2 separate regions of the Zea mays genome follow, and region 2 is linked to region 1. The links are chromatin contacts, called in public Hi-C maps. All regions are on one chromosome and are shown on one strand. Each heading gives the region's core, a stretch centred on a gene start, on an enhancer-like site or on the middle of the called end of the contact. The rest is flanking DNA. Distances are from core to core; before and after follow the strand shown. Region 1 holds the start of LOC100216660 (Armadillo/beta-catenin-like repeat). Region 2 has its middle 52 kb from the start of LOC100501682.

The links. Hi-C and Micro-C count contacts between places; a contact is called where the count stands out from the background.
Region 2: a Hi-C map of leaf shows a contact between it and region 1, with 2.8 times the contacts expected there. The contact joins the enhancer-like site here to the promoter of LOC100216660 in region 1. A contact is called at or near these places in 4 of 25 Hi-C or Micro-C datasets (ear, endosperm, leaf and 1 more).

What each region holds. Positions count from the first base shown.
Region 1 is chr2:134,820,688-134,823,275 of Zm-B73-REFERENCE-NAM-5.0, reverse strand. It overlaps LOC100216660 (Armadillo/beta-catenin-like repeat), which reads left to right and starts at 1,296. Exons shown (of 8, transcript NM_001359475.1): 1 at 1,296-1,370.
Region 2 is chr2:134,890,324-134,892,911 of Zm-B73-REFERENCE-NAM-5.0, reverse strand. No RefSeq gene overlaps it. Among protein-coding and RNA genes, the nearest start is that of LOC100501682, 52 kb to the left of the region's middle. Within about 2 kb of position 1,316, at least 17 of the 20 cell types and tissues checked have an H3K27ac peak or open chromatin away from gene starts, as enhancers often do. A contact at or near this core is called in ear, endosperm, leaf and 1 more, where this site is marked.

The DNA.
Region 1 (2,588 bases), core at 47-2,546:
TGTTCGTTCAGCATGCATCCTAATACTTCGTTACATAGGTCCCGAGAACATAGGTCTGAACAAAAAAAAAATTCATAGACTACAAGACATTTAGCGCAATATTCTTTCTATGTTTAAATCATAGACTACAAGACATTTAGCGCAATATTATTTGTGTGTTAAACATTATATATATATATATATATACACTGTATATGTTAGACACGTGTGTATGCGAGGGCATACCTGGCATACCCTATCTGGGATGGATCCTAAACATCCGAATTATATGATAAATTTAATATTTTAATATAAATATGCATAAAATTTGGTGCTAATCTTTAGTTATATTGTTAAATATATTATCGAGGACAAGAATAATTTTTTTGCATTATTTTCTCCCTACAACAAAAAAGGTAAAAACATCCAAATCCGAAATGTATCCGTATCCAAAATTTTAATTTTATATCAATTATTTAAAAAAGATATATTACAAATTTGAGATTTATTATTTAAGATGACCTTAATAAGCTCAATATCGAAAACAGTAATATAAATTTACATAACAAATTTTATGTCCTATTTATTCACAATTGAAGAAAAAAGATATAAAATTTATTATCCGAATAAATATCCGGATCCATACCTGCTATGCCACCTTAACAATTTGCTTAATAATTTGCTGGAGCTGTTTTATAGTGAAGCTGGAAAATTAAAGCTGAAGTTTTTGAAATACATCTCTCCTAAAGAGGCTCTAAGTACTCCTAAGGGCATGTACAGTGATGTTTAATGTGGAGGCTCTTAAGATGTTTAAGAGGGTTATTTGCAAAAAAATCTTAGAGCCGTCTGTCCGTGAAGAGACGCCTCTGGCTCGTAAACCAAGTAGCAACAGACGCCTCACTTCCCACTGTACGAATTTGTCGTCTGTTCTATCGATCTGATGCTATACAAATACATTTAATTCTGTATTTATTAATAGATTACGTTTATAGACACTCCATTGTACAATAGAGTCTCTTAGTTGTCTCCTATGCTTGGAGAACCGTTTTGGTGTCTCTTCACTGTACATGCCCTAAGAAGGTACCACTTGTGTAGTTATGCTGCACGTACATTATACGACTGTACACCGTATCGGAGCTGTCCACAGCCAAAGTGGAATTTGCCCAAGGACGCGCAGGTGGCTGTCCATTTCCGAAATAACGCGACAACGACAGGAGTGACCCGCAAAAAAGGCACCCAGTCCTATCGCTCCTCCCAACGCAGTTCCTCACATCTCTCACTCTCCCTAACGGACGCACCAGCACACACACACCGCCAGCGCAGTGGGCGAGCGAGTGCAGCGACAGTGAGACGAACCGCCGCCGTCGCCCACCACCGTCCACCCGCCAACGGTGAGTCCACGCCCCCTTCTCGATCTCGCGTCCGTCGATATCGCCCAATTGTAGCAACTCGCGTGGGGCCACTGGGGTTTCGCTGACGCTGAGCTCCACCCGTCTGAGTTTTGACGGGCCGCGCGACACCATCCTCCTCTTCTTGCCGCGCCGTCGTCCTCGCGGCCGACCACCGCCGTCCCAGCCTCCTCCAGCGCTCCCGCCGCCGACCGTCACGGCTTCACTGCCCTCCCTTAGCTCGCCCGACGTGCTTCCTCTGCCCCAATTGCGCCCACCAGCCGCATCCGCCTCCCGCGGCCGGCGGCGCGCCGCTGCCTCGTCACCCCAGCCACCCACCGCTGGGCCGCCCTCCCGCCATTGCAGGTCTAGGGGAGAGATCAGCCTCCGGGACCCAAAGTCCCCACCCCTAACCCGGCGGCAGGGGATCGCTCTTTGTCTTCAACGGACTTTCTGCCAGCGCCCAGCGGAATATTGGATGCGGCGGCCGAGATCTCATCGCCTGGGGGCTCTGTCGGTAGGGTGAGGTGGAGGAGGGCATGATTTTTTGGCCGTTTCTGTGATCCTGACAGATTCGGTGGGTGTAGGTGTCACTGGCACAGGAATTCTATAGCTAGCGAAGGTATATTTGTTTCGTGAAGGTGTCTGTCGGTGTCCTCATCTAATGAAATTTACAAATCTTTTTTCCTTGGTTAGTTAGAATGGTACTAATGTTGGACACAGCCTATCTGCAAAATGCAGGGTAAGACTTGCCTTGGTTATTCCTTCCACATACGCCACTCAGGTGGGATCCGCTAGCAACTGTATGTGTCCTTTTTTATGTTAGAATGGTACTAAAAATCTACAGAACACTATGGAAGAGTCAAGAGTCCATGATGGATGCTTCTGCTGCTGCATTGTAGCCTCATGAATTTGGGTGAGTGAAGGTTCGAGATTGCTGTCTTTCAAGATTTGGGGGGATTGGCTATGTCATAAACTCATAATCAAATTGCTCTTCAAGTTAAGGTATATAAGAGGAAGTGTTGCTCGTTGAATCAGTACCTTGTCTGATGAACATCTAACTACGAAAAGTTCAATAAGTCTCATCCACATACCTTCTGCCCCATAACAAATCTAACACTCTACTTGAAAGGACTGTCTTGGAGGAAGCGTTGGGGCCTGTGCTTCTGGCCTCCTTTACTTGTGAGTGCTGCTACATGTGCAAACCTTTGATTACAATAC
Region 2 (2,588 bases), core at 67-2,566, 70 kb before region 1:
CGTACACACGGCAAAGTAGCTGATTCCGGTAGGGAATAAATAAGTTTGTGTTGATTATTACGTAACTCATCACAATATATATAATTTAGATTTTTAGAGCTCTCGGCTTCCAATAGCTGGACGAAAGCCCTTACCCGATGCTGGCATCCGCAACCTCACCACCTTAAGCGACCCAGGCCCCGGGCATCTATAAAAGTAGCATAGACCCTAGGGATTAGAGTTTCAAATTCTGGTTGCGGTTGTGATCCCATGAGGCGCGAGCAGCGGCGAGCGACGCTGACGACGATGTCCCGAGGTGTGAGGCGCGAGTGGCGTGCGTCGGCGTGAGACGCGAAGGTCGGCCAGAGGTGCGATATCGGCGAGCGGCGGGCAACATCGACGAGTGGCAGACGACACCGGCGAGCATCGCTCCAGACGCAAGCGCCACGACGGCCACGACCGCCTGATGCACGAGCGGTGGCAGTGGCTGACCTCATATGGTACGATCGACGGTGGCGACGGAAACCGCCCACGACGGCGACGACGACTCGTGGCACGCACAGCGAAAGGCCGCCGGCGTCGAGATGCACTCGGCGCGGTTCGTCCAGTTCTCAGCGGCCACCGTCGAGTGCCTGGTGCACGACGAGCTGCTGCTGATGGTGGCGCTGAGTAAGTGAGGGCTAGGGGTGCGATGGTGGTGGCCTACAGGGACGTGCTGCTATGCTTCGAGTTTGACGACATCCGCGAGCTACGGCGGATCCCAGAGGTGCGCGTTGGTGTCGGTGTTCCCCTAGACGCGAGCGATGACCTTGTTTTTATGATATTTATGTATACATATTAATGTCAACGTCAATAGGTTTTTACGACATATATTTCAGTTTATGGCTCCGCTTTCATCTATTGTCCGCTGGCCCCCGGGATCGCCGCCGCTCGTACGTCTGAAGGAACCGCCGCCGCCACTAAAACCTAATCTCTCACGACATGTGGTGTTTTTATAGCCACCCGAACCTAAGGCGGTTGAATCGAATGACACCGTTGAGTCATGGCTTATTTTATTTATTGGAGGCGTAAAGCTCTCTCTCTATATAATGAAGGTTATGCCGTTTGTCAGGTAGGCTAGACAACAGTCTGTCAAGTGGCAAAAATTATATATCCGTTGCCACTAAGAATAGGGACCACACTGAGCCAGTGCTTTAACGAGCACGTGAGGGAAAAGCTAGCAAAGTCCCCACATTCCTGATCGCACCGCACATACCTGACGCCACTCCGAAGACCATTGAACCAAAGCAAACGACCACTTTAATCCCGAGATCAGGTACTGACACCCGGTCCCCACGTCAACGTCGTCTAGGTGGACCCCACATCTCAGCTTGAGACCAGTTGGGATGTCGCACTGACCAGTACAGACGGGCTGCTGGTCGCCAGGACGCAGGAGCGCATTTTACCTACCATCCCTTTACTTTCCTAGTATTCACGCGGTCATGCAAAGGTCATAGGCAAGGCGCATGTATGTCACACCAAGCCGGGCTCATATATGAGCCAGAGAAAACAACACATATAATAACAGAGTGCATAAAGATAAATGTTATAAATATCATAAATATACTTATTACATAGCGGAAGTCTTACAAAAATAAATGATAAAATAAAACGAACTAAATATTATTTCCTCACGCCACAAAGCTGACTGCGAGACGTCACCTAGATCAAGTCGAAAGCCTCAGTGTTAGGCGGCTCCTCTTCGACCACCTGTTCTTCTCCTGTGGGAGGGTATGAGACAGCAAGAGTGAGCTCACACATGTTCATCGATCAACAAGTTTTGAGGAATAATGTGCATGAACTCACCAAAAGTGGGAGTTCATGTGAATTGTAAGGTAAATCAATGTAATAAAGACTGAAGCTGAGCATTGCTTTTAAGTTGGTCCAAATTTTATTAGCAGTTACTAAGTGTAAGTAAATACCAAACCTTAGTAATAATAAATAAAAGTAATAATAAAATAATCCCAATGCAATGAAATGACAAATTAAGTTTTAATTCCATAGATTAATCATGTGAGTGTCCGAGCCGCTCACGCACGGCTAGTATACCAGTTTTACACTCTGCAGAGGTTGTGCATCTTTACCCACAAGTCGTGTTACTCATTTGCCACAGAGTTGATGAGACCCCATACACCTCTACCAAGGAAGCGAGGCAGGGTACCACTACGATGCCTTTACAAAGTTCCACTAGCTTCAGAAAACCCGCTACAGTTTATAGGAAGCTCCAGTGCAGGAATCCCTCGCCTGGCCGCCATCGCAGCAAAATCAACCCAAAGACCTCCCTACACTGACCACTCCCCTACTGCCCTTGCCCCTTTTGGGTAAGGTAGTCATCCACTAGCTTTCCTAGTTAATCAGCCAAGGGCGTCCCATTAAACCCTTGTGGTAGTACTGTTTTCCTGAGTGGTTCTCCATGTTCCCATTAACATAATGATCTTATCATGAACAGTAAATAATAAACAAATAATAAAAAGTGTAATCATGAGTAATGAATATCTCTATACACAAATCCACATAAAGCAATAGCATGTACTACCCAAAAAAATTAGTAGTAAAACTAGTGGTGAAAC